4 separate regions of the Mus musculus genome follow, and all the other regions are linked to region 3. A link is a contact called in public HiChIP or PLAC-seq data. All regions are on one chromosome and are shown on one strand. Each heading gives the region's core, a stretch centred on a gene start, on an enhancer-like site or on the middle of the called end of the contact. The rest is flanking DNA. Distances are from core to core; before and after follow the strand shown.

The links. HiChIP or PLAC-seq counts read pairs in DNA pulled down with a chosen protein or histone mark.
Region 1: a BATF HiChIP or PLAC-seq map of CD8 T cells shows a contact between it and region 3, with 5 read pairs. The contact joins two enhancer-like sites. A contact is called at or near these places in 2 of 484 Hi-C or Micro-C datasets (the HL-1 cell line and regulatory T cells), 2 of 115 datasets of contacts at active chromatin or transcription factors (CD8 T cells and effector CD8 T cells) and 1 of 9 other capture datasets (embryonic stem cells).
Region 2: a contact with region 3 is called in an H3K27ac HiChIP or PLAC-seq map of microglia, with 5 times the contacts expected there. The contact joins two enhancer-like sites. A contact is called at or near these places in 1 of 15 datasets of contacts at CTCF or cohesin (large pre-B cells), 8 of 484 Hi-C or Micro-C datasets (B cells, CD4 T cells, bone marrow-derived macrophages and 5 more) and 4 of 115 datasets of contacts at active chromatin or transcription factors (effector CD8 T cells, large pre-B cells, memory CD8 T cells and 1 more).
Region 4: a contact with region 3 is called in a Foxp3 HiChIP or PLAC-seq map of regulatory T cells, with 9 times the contacts expected there. The contact joins two enhancer-like sites. A contact is called at or near these places in 2 of 115 datasets of contacts at active chromatin or transcription factors (microglia and regulatory T cells).

Annotation. Positions count from the first base shown.
Region 1 is chr1:138,298,344-138,301,043 of GRCm38.p6, forward strand. No RefSeq gene overlaps it. Among named protein-coding and RNA genes, the nearest start is that of Atp6v1g3, 26 kb to the left of the region's middle. Within about 2 kb of position 1,333, at least 72 of the 459 cell types and tissues checked have an H3K27ac peak or open chromatin away from gene starts, as enhancers often do. A contact at or near this core is called in CD8 T cells, effector CD8 T cells and regulatory T cells, where this site is marked.
Region 2 is chr1:138,129,015-138,131,714 of GRCm38.p6, forward strand. All of the region lies in intron 1 of Ptprc (protein tyrosine phosphatase, receptor type, C), which reads right to left. Among named protein-coding and RNA genes, the nearest start is that of Ptprc, 45 kb to the right of the region's middle. Within about 2 kb of position 1,302, at least 16 of the 459 cell types and tissues checked have an H3K27ac peak or open chromatin away from gene starts, as enhancers often do. A contact at or near this core is called in microglia, where this site is marked.
Region 3 is chr1:138,558,680-138,561,379 of GRCm38.p6, forward strand. The region is part of intron 2 of Nek7 (NIMA (never in mitosis gene a)-related expressed kinase 7); the gene reads right to left. Among named protein-coding and RNA genes, the nearest start is that of Nek7, 60 kb to the right of the region's middle. Within about 2 kb of position 1,287, at least 60 of the 459 cell types and tissues checked have an H3K27ac peak or open chromatin away from gene starts, as enhancers often do. A contact at or near this core is called in CD8 T cells, effector CD8 T cells, microglia and 1 more, where this site is marked.
Region 4 is chr1:138,147,665-138,150,364 of GRCm38.p6, forward strand. The region is part of intron 1 of Ptprc (protein tyrosine phosphatase, receptor type, C); the gene reads right to left. Among named protein-coding and RNA genes, the nearest start is that of Ptprc, 26 kb to the right of the region's middle. Within about 2 kb of position 1,422, at least 73 of the 459 cell types and tissues checked have an H3K27ac peak or open chromatin away from gene starts, as enhancers often do. A contact at or near this core is called in regulatory T cells, where this site is marked.

The DNA of each region.
Region 1 (2,700 bases), core at 83-2,582, 260 kb before region 3:
CCCAAAGCCTTAACATCCTGCGTCTGGCATTTACAGGGCAATAAAACTGTAAGATCAAGATCTGTTTAAAAAGATTTTCACACTTCTTCCTCTGGGAGACTGAGATAAGAGGAATCCCATCTGGAGGCCTATAATCTACATAGGGTATTCATAACCAGCCTGGAATGCACAGTGAGATACTGTCTCAGAAAAACAAAACAAACAAATAAAAAACAGTAAACAACCAAAACAAACAGCACTCCCCAAATGATGGAAGTTTCTTTAAAACTAGTTCAGTCAGCAAGACTTGCAGCAGAATATAGACAAAAGTGAATATTCCATTGACCAGGCTGAAGGCAAAGACAGGATTGCAGGAAGGCCTTTGGTGTTTCACTTGGAAAGCTTCTTGTGGGCACAACCAGACACTTGAAGACATGAACCTGAACCCTGGGCAAGGAATGTCCTGATAGAGGTTATAGCCACATAGTTATGGGGCACCTCCTTGGTAGGGTGCTATAGCTTGCTGATAAGTGATGCTAACACAATCCTTAGGGCAAAGCCTACTGTCTCGTGGCACTTAAACGTGTCTTCTGTGGTGAGTAAAAGCTCGATTCTCTTACCAAGGTGATCACAGCTTGAGTGGGGTCATCTTTCACAATCTCAGATTTCTATTGGAAATAAGGGAAAGCAGACAACTGCTAATTCATAATGAAAACAGATGATTACAGGGTTTGTGGGGGTAATGTTTTTAATGGTGAGCTTGAAAGAAAGGCATAGGCAGATGTAGATGTGGTAAAAGAAGCAAACATGTTCTCAGATTCAGAATTTGTGAAAGTACTTTTTCTGGTAGTAGTGGTTTACAGGAAAGATCTGACCATGTGTTTTAGAATAAATGAAACTGATAGAGCATTTTTAACAAAAAAACAAGAAACACTATATTCTTGTACCATTCTTCTGTTTAAACGCAGGGAAATACAAGAAAACACTACTTAAATATACGTGTAAGACAGATGTTTCGGGCTATTGGTATTCTTAGAGAGTTAACGCCCAGTGTCCAGTATATCTCTTTTAAAGCACCATTGTGTACCAATCTCACTCTTCACTCTTGTCTGCATTGCTTTTGATAGAGAGTTATGAGGAAACATCCAACCCACCAAGAGAAGGCCATGACAGAGCAGAGCAGCGCTTCTATCCACATTAGTTTATTGAGTTTAGTTAGAGAAACATGGGGAACTCAGAAGCAGCCATAGCAGAGAAGAGTGCCACCAGCATGGGGGATATATCGCTCACCAAGGCTGTATCACTGAAAGCCCAACCACAGGCAAACTTGCACTTCCTATGAGTTCTAACACGCCCCCACCCCCCAGACAGCTGCAGGGCAGGAAGGAGCTGTGGCTGAAGTCTCAGGTGAGGATTTGCTGACACCAACCCCCTTCTGTGAGAGCGTTAACATGCCTGTTTCCATTACCACAGAGCTGCCTAACACTGTATTAATTTTGCTTATTTCATGGCCAAGACTTCAAGGTCCTGATATTCTCTCAGTTACCATGGTAAACTCTGCTCCATGGTGCCAGGCAGTAGTGATTGATGTCTGACCCAGAGGAAGTATCTGTCCTTGAACACTACTCTTCCCCTTACTTTCCGTGCTGAGTAGCCTTGAGACCCATGATAATTATACTAGATGGTAGAAAACTCAAAACGGCTTTTCTAAAGGTCAGGAGAAGTACAAGGGGACTTGTCTCAGCACTTTCCCCCACCCCCCCCCTGAGCTGAAGACCAAACACAGCAGATCTTTTCACTTAGTAAACAAGTGCTTTCCCACTGAGCTAAATCTCCAAACCCTCACCCCAATACTTTCTTCAATATAGTAACATATGTATTGACGATATGACAACTCTATGGTATGGTTAAGGGAAAGGTTTTATTCTAGATAGGTGAGGGGAAGGGGGGCAGAGAGAACAGCCAGAGGCATCTAGAAGACTCCAGAGCGGGGGGAGGGGGGTGCAAAGAGAGACAGAACATAGAAAAATTGCAGGATTATAAAGAGAATTAATATCTGGGGTGGAGGGGAACCATTGAGCTGGCAACGTTTAAGGAGGAAGGAGAGAAGATGCTGGTGTGGACTTTGAAATGTTTAACAGATACTTATGATAATGAGGAAGCCTAGAGGCCAGCATATACGTTGGTATGCTAATAGGGTCCAGATAGTCATAGGCTAACAGGATCCACAGATAGTCATTTGTCCCCTCTGTCTATGGGAATTTGGAGAAGTAGATTTTCCTTTGGACCTGACAAGTCCTAGTCAGTATAATTAGGCAAAAAAAAAAAAAAAAAAAAAAAGACTTTCAAATGGTAAAGGTTTTCAAATTATAAAGTAAGAAGTTTTTTATCTTAAGCCTACCTATGACATAAGATTAGGCCTAGAAACCCACAAAAGTCACATAAATAATAAGCAAAAATAATTTTTATCCATACACTAATAAATAATTTTAAAATACATTTAAAAACAATCCCATTTGCAAATGAGAATAAAATATTTACTAGTAGAGTTAATGAGGTAAATGGCATAAGTATATATAACTAAAAGCTACTTCATAAACAAGGTATGGTAGCATACACCTGCAATCTCAACAGGATTATGACAAACACACACACACACACACACACAGAAACAGATTCCTTATTTACATATGAGAAAAGTTAATATTAAAATGCCCCTAA
Region 2 (2,700 bases), core at 52-2,551, 430 kb before region 3:
CTTGTTTTGTTTACAAAGTCCTTCCAGGTAGATTTTTCAATACCAGTAGCTCTCTTATTCGACATGATAAACAGCATGGAAAAAGATTAACCTGTCAAAAATTCTTTTAAAAATAACTCCAAATAATTTTTTAAATCATCTAGAGTATAAACTAATCACTTTAAGAAACTATGAATTCTCCTCGGCAATAAAGATTCAAAGTACACATAAATATCTCCCAGGTATTACCCATTAAAGGAAAAAACACAAAAGAAACACTATGAATCTTAAGGCAGAAATGCAGTAAAGTTGCCCTACAGAGATAGCCTAGTTATAAAGCCACTATCTGAAAGCCATCCACGCCCATGTTATTTAAGATCTTTTGCATATACTAACAGCTACCTCTGTGGATACTTTACATATCAAATACACTGGAAGGCAGAGGGCTTCACATGAATATTTATAGGAGTTGTGCTACTTAAGATCTACAACAGTTAGAGATGTGTCTGTCATGTTTCTGGAAATCTTTCTAAATTACCTGAATAGATTATCACCAAAATCATAAGTAGACATAGCCTTCGAGGATCCTTATTGTTACACAGAAAAACCTGAAATGACTGGGTGGGGGGTGCATTTAGTTAGCACATGGCCTTCCATTTGACTGCTTACAGGGTCACAGAGTAACCTGCTGGGGCCCTGCAGAGCAAATGAGTCTAAGTAGCATTCTGATCAGCTCCCTCTATAGCAGCAGCACTATCCACCCAAAGCAACCCATCTGCTGTCAATACATCTGGTATTGAGAAATAAAACCTTTGCAAAGTGACTCATAACCAGTGCAAATAGGATGAAGTGTTAGTAAAAGTAACATCTCATCTCTCTCTCTCTCTCTCTCTCTCTCTTTCTCTCTCTCTCTCCACACACACACATATATATATGAATGTCTGTATATATATGTATATGTGTGTTTTGTGTATGTATACATATACACATACACATACGCATATGCAAACACATACACACAAACCCATATGTATGAACAAAATTTAGAAAAAATAACAATAGCTGAAGAAAAAATACATGAAGTAGGCGTGTAAATTAAGAACAGTACGTTTACAGGTAGATGACAGTAAAGTGGAAGAAAATCACTTTTCTAAAATATGGATTTTAAAGTCTTTTTCTAAAATTTGTAAATGCAACAAGTATAGACACACACACACAATCAGGGCACTCTACACACAAGCATAGACACTCAGTGTGTCTATGTGTTACAGAATCTTCTACTCTTCTGGTTACACAATTTTCCTGTCTTTTTTTTTCTTTAGCAATATTTCAGTAGATGGCACCAGAGAACCAGAAATCTGTAAATCATCACCTGGTGAGCATTTCCCCATTATAATCCTGTTGTGAATTACCAGCGGAATTGACTAGATACATTAAACACGTGAACATGGAGATGACAGAGCCCTTGATCTTCAAAGCTCTGTTATTCTAACACGTGTATTGTTAACCGAATTTACCTTTCCCAATATGTTTCTTTTACAACTGGAAATGTTTAAATGTTTGCAAATCAAAGTTACCTTGAAGTCACACCCCTAAGTCTGCCATCAGAGATTTAAGAAAAAGTAGGAATCAGTTTGAGTGGAAATGACATTTCAAAGGACATATTTGGGCTTTAAATATCATCTATTCCACCACCAACCTCCCTTCCAAAACAAAAGGAAAGAAAGAGAACCCCGTGGATCCCATGAGGGGATTTAAGTCTGTCTGCTTTGCAAGGACAGAAGAGTGGGAGCAGAATAGAGGAAATAATACTTACTCTGGGTACTAGCCTAAAAAGAAGAGGGAGTGTTTTGAAGATTTGGAATGTATATCTGCATAACTTCCCTCCATGAGCCCAAAGGCTGTACAAAAGTGGGACCAGTGGATAAACACAAAAGAGGCAGCCAGAGCAGCATGCACGCTTTCTCTTCTTAGTGTGGCAATATCAGTGGGCATCAATAAAAATGGAGGATTGCATCTACTATGTCCATTCTATAAATGGTATAAATGGTATATTCTACCCTAGAATGGTAATTCTAGGTATATGATCTGGTCTGTAATGACAAAGGAGTTCTGATCAATGTTACATAAACTGTGCACGGTAGCATAGCCATGTAATCCCAGTTAGAGTCACAATTTCAAAACCAGACTGGGCTGCAGAGTGAATCCAAGGCCAGATTGGGCAACTTGGTAATATTGTGTCTCGAGGGAAAAACATACAAGGTAAGAGTTCTGAAGTGGAGAGCATTTGACTACCATGTGAGAACGTCTGGGATCCTTCTCCAGTAATACACACACACACACACAAACACACACACACACACACACACACACACACACACACACACACACACACACACACAAATAGAGAACTAAGAAAAAATGAGGGAACTATCAGAAGTGGTCCTTCTTGCTTCCATCCACTGATGGAACACAGAGTGTAAACAACTCACTGAAATCCTATCACAATCAGACAATGCCAGTGTCACTTGGCCAACAGTTGTTTTTAATTTAGCCATCTCAGTAAGCCATACAAGGCAGCCATTCTTCTCTGTATTTTCTATGTAATTAAGCAGGGGACAAACATAGCATATGAGGGCATATTAGACTTGAAGTAGGATGTATTTAAAAATAATTGCCCTAGTTCTTTCTATCAGCATTATGTTAAAATATTGGTTGTGT
Region 3 (2,700 bases), core at 37-2,536:
AAACTGTGAAAGTACAGGCTGTTTCTTACATGTAGTTCTGGTGTATGTTCTTTCACAGACAGCCCAGATATTACAATATTTCAAATTATAAAAAAAAAAAGTAGAAATCCCCACAACTCAAGCCTATGATCATTATTTAAATTAATATCCCTAGAAATTTTTAGCATTGCACTCTGATTACTGTTATATAATTTTAGAATTAAAATATGCAACATTATGCATATTTTTTGCAACATTAAACCCTCCTCATTTAAAATCTAAAAATGAAAATAGCCACAAACTGTCATAAACCTCTACCAAAATGTAAATATAACACTCCATTGTTTAACAGTCATCTTCCTGTAGTATTTTACCTTTTCTGTCCCCACGTTTTTTACAGTCTGAATTAAAGGAGGAAAAGGGAAATCTACTGTCTTACAAGAGACCTGAGTAATGAAAGACAGAAGAATCAAATAAAATGTCCAGTCACTGCTCTCTAGATGGTAATGCGTACCACCTAGGGGGGAAGAACAAGAAAGCTAATAAAAAAATCTGCCTTAACTTCACTAGAGAAGCAGCAATGCAAATAAACAAATAAACAAATAAATAAATAAAAACACACAAGTTCCATATTCTAAACCTTAAACACAAAGGGCTTCATACCATACTAAAAATGCAAGCACAGGTCCCAGGCTATGTGTGGGCTTATAGGCGCCTCTCGAGTAAGGAAGAGGAGAGCCATGCTAAGAACATACACTGCTCATCACTCCATCAGACCTGGTGTCCATGCGACACACAGAAGGCTGACTTCTTTAGGTTTCTGTTTGTGTCCACGCTGCCATTAGCATTACAAAAGTGAAGGGGTCACTGGGCTAACCATATGTTACCATATCACCCCCATTATTCAGACCAATGGTGTGGAACAAAACAAAGGGAGGTTGTCAACCCTAAGCCCAGGCTGTCCTTCCCTGTCTTTTAAAATGCTACGGAGAGCAGGAACATTTCTCAAAGACTTAATAAGCAATAACGCCTATAAGCTCTTGTCAGGTAATCTTTCTTTCGCTGTCTCACACCATCAGTCTGAAGGCAGAGGGGAGGAAAGGGGAAAGCCCCTCCCTTCCCCCCATATGCCTGCCACAAGGCAGCCAAGCCTGGGATGACACTTGCCTGTTTCCAACAGGGAAAGTGGTCGGTCCACCCACACAGGAGCAACAGCAGGAGGCAGAAACGAAAGGACTGGTGTGAAAAGAGATGCAGAACCGGTCTATGATTTTGAAATTTAGACTGTGTGGCAGCCTAGTGTCTCATAAGAAAACAATTACTTTCATTTCTGCCTCCTACTGCCGCCCCGACCTTTCTTGGTTGGCAAGTCAGTAGGAGGCAAAAAAAAAAAAAAAAAAAAGAAAAAAAAAGGGGATTTTTTTTTTCTTTGAAGCACAGGACCAGCCAAAACTGTGAACTTCAGAATCACAACATGAACTCCCTAATTTTTAGAGGTGTTCTTTTATTGTCTTTGCTAGGAACGGTGTAATAATGGTGTCTCAGTGTCTCATCATCGGATGAGATGGCATTAAACTAGGTAGAGCTAATACCATTTGCTTATAACAATCTTGATCGTGTAACTTAAGACCGTTACAAAGTTACAGATAGACTTGATAGAGCCAATCCTGAAAGCAAAAGTATTCTTGCTCTAAATGGTTTTTCTCAACACTGAAAACTCAAGTACAGAGAACATAGCAACACAACGTATATTAAATATATATATTTGAGAATGATTAAACATGGTCCTTTTAAGGGCATCCTGATTGGCTTCAACTCTGTATCTACCTGAGCCTTACTACAAGTAAAAAAAAAATAAGAGCTCAGCAGTGTCCAAAGTAAATGTATCCTTTCTCACAAGATTTAGCTTAATAAGAAGAGCTAAGGAAAATGCCCACATGAGCAAACGAAACAAAGATAACAAAGATTCAGGAAACACCAGAACAAACATCAAGATCCTCCATCAAGTTTCCGTGGGAAGACCGGGAGTTGGGACAGGCCCTACGGCAGTGCTGGCGCTTTAGATGGTCCCGGAAGGATGGACCAGATTTTAAAAACTAAAGAGCGAGCAGGAAGGCGTGTAGAACATGGGTGAGTTCAGGGAATCAGCAAAGACAGTTTTCTGTAGGCTGCATTTCTGAGCTGTGCTGCTGGGAGAAGCCAACAGATGCACTGAAACGAATGAAACCACAGACTAAGCAAGTGTGGAGACCAATATGGGCGTCACACATGCCCGCTTTGGGAGTCAGTGCGCACTGCACGCGGAAGTCTGTGGGGACGTTGCCACACACCCACTCCACTACAGATTTCACTTGTAAGTCCTGTCGGGTCCTCAACACTGAGAACCTTTGAGCAAAACCGAGGCAAGGCCAGTGGAGCGTAAGTGAGGGCTGCTGTAGAAGACCTCTCAATACCAGGCTGAGAAGCAGCCTGTATGAACGACAGTAGGGACAATGAGGTGCCACCTGGGAAAGTGAAGCTTACACTGTAAGCATCCATTGCATATGGGGCTCTGCGGGGCACCTTAACAACAAATGCTGGGAAACTCCAAGTTGAATTTCAATAGTATGTATACACTGTTTTACAAAAACAATTTACATTACAAGATATAAGGAATAACATAATAAAAAAAATTCAGACAGAGAGAGAGAGAGAGAGAGAGAGAGAATATGATGGAAGTCA
Region 4 (2,700 bases), core at 172-2,671, 410 kb before region 3:
GCAAGAAAAAATGAAAAGAACCCAGAATTACTTATATATGTTGAAAAAAAAGAAGGAAAGAAAGAATGAGAGAAAGAAAGAATTAATGAACAAGAGGAAGAAAGAAAGAAAGAAAGAAAGAAAGAAAGAAAGAAAGAAAGAAAGAAAGAAAGAGTAGACAAAGACCTATTTTCTATTTTCATCTCCATTATAATTAACTCTCCCCAAATCAGATTTTAATATATATAACATATTATATCTCAACTAATACTCTAATGTGTGTTTTTCAGTCTCTGCTCCAGTTTGCTTTGTTTTAAGACCCATGGGTGTTCACAGTTTTTTACATTCCTGTCTCACATATTTCAGTGATTGCTGTTTAATTACTAAGCCGTCAGTCAGGAGCTAAGCAGGTCTATATTTAGGAAACTGTGTTTTTATACCTACTAAACCATAAGCTGCTGCTCAGTGATTATAAATATTCCTTCACAGAGATCTATGCTGACAGTGTTGATTCTTTAAAAAAGAAAACCTGAGAACATCAACAGGAACATTTTACTTGACATTTTAGAACATGCCCACTGCATACCCTCTCTGAGCTATGCCAGGGTTACTCTCTCTGCAGAACCACCTTACACATGTCTACATTTCTAGAAAAGTTCCTGAGATAAATAAATCTTAAGTGCTAACTCAAAGTGGAAAACCTATGTTATTTTAACATGGAGAAAATATTTTGAAAGCTCTAAATCAAAACTCTTACAGGAGAAAAACAAAATCATATCAGTTATTTTTGTTATTTAGAATTTCATACATGCAAGCTAATTGTTTGCTCCTTTGCTTTTGATGTCTCTCCACTACTCCCTCCCAATTTCATGAGCCATTTGTTTTGTTTTAAAACCCACTCAGTCTACTTGGTACTGTCATTATGTGCCTGGATTCAGGGTCATCTAATGGAGGATGGTTAGTATCCTTTCACTAAAGTGTAGAAGAAAGTCCATGTACATAGATAATTAAAATGCAGTATTTATACAAATAAGATTCTCGAGATGCTGAGCATAAGGACTGAGGAGAACGGAAGTATAATCATGTATAATCATTTAGTAGTCTTTAAGACTCAATGACAACGATGTCTCTAGGTTTCACTTAAAACAAACCCTGACTTTTATAGCTCTCTTTGTTGTGTCTCTCTGCACACATACTTAAGAGATATGCTGATCATTTGCTCTGTGGAGAAAAAAATCCTGGACCAGAAATGGGTTCTGCTTCAAATACCATGGCTGAAATAGCATCTCAAACTGGCACACTAGGCAGATGTTACAAAGAAATATGCAAATGGTTGCATAGTAACCACAAAACTGAATAAGCTCATTATCAAGGTTCAAACTGTGGTAGATGTGAGAGTTTGGCAGTGACGAATTCTTAGAGCTGAGGCTGAAGATTCTTCTCTGTCCCTGGCCATGTGCTTGGCTCTGGTTGTCTGCCAGCCTCTTCCAGGCTCACACCCACCCACCGACACCCAGTGCCTTCTTTTATGCTCTCTGCCTTCCGTTCTCATAAAGTGTGCTCTGCCACACGGCTGGATCTGCAACTCATCAAGCTGCCTAATTCATTTTTAGAAGCTATTAAACATGTAAAAATTTACCTTTGGGGGTTATTTTCATAAATAGTTTCATAAATGATGAAACCACTTTACCCAAAGGGCTTCCTTTTCCTCTCCACTTCTTGTCTTATCCTTGTTCTTCTGAGGCTGATGTTTTTAGGTGGAATTAGAAAATGGATCCTATTGTGGATCGTGGCCTTCAGCTACGGTACTTGCAAACCCAGCCCCTAGTGAGCTCTGCCACAGCCCACTATGATTCTACTGCTGTTCTTCATGCAGAGTTGACTGGTTTCCTCTCTGTGCTCTTCATTTCCCTTTGGAAATTCTTACTTCTTATAGAAGCAAAGCAACAACAGCTATAGTCCTACATAATTTGGAATTCTGAGCTACCTATGGCCTCTCTGTTCTTAGAGTGTTCACAGAGTCTTCCATACATTGGTTTCTCTGCCCCTCCAGTTCCATTCTCAGCCATTCCCTCTTGTCTTCTAACCTGAAAAGTATTTGAATTTTCTGAAAACTGCTCCTCCTCCTCCTCCTCCTCTTCCTCTTCCTCTTCCTCTTATACTCCTCTTTCTCCCACATCCTCTACACCCTCTCCTGGTATGTATGGGCCTTTCTAATTCCTTATTATTCATCCTCACCTTCATCTTGATCATATGTTTTTCTCCCAAACCATTTGATGATATTCATTTCTCATTGCCTTCAAGTGTAGCGAGTGGCCTTTGTGAAACACTCAGACCCATCTTACTGTCTCTGTCTAACTGCATATGAATCACAACATGTTACTGTGTATACAGAAAAGTCCACTCTTCTAACGTTTAAGTATTTTTTTTCTGTATCCTAGACTCTTTCTCTCTGAATGAAGCCAACTTCTACACAGTCTTCAAAGCCCACCTACATGTCAACAACTTCAGCCACTATGGTACTTTGTCCATATACTTATATATGATATCAGCCTGTTTTTGCTTAATGTTTCTTTCTATATTCATCCCTGACCAGCTTAACACTCAGTGATCTGCTCTTAGAACAATTCATTTTAATTTGTACTTCTGCATGAAGTATCAGCAACATGATAATTCTTGTGTGGTGTTTAATCACCCCTTCCCTTATGCTGCATACAGATG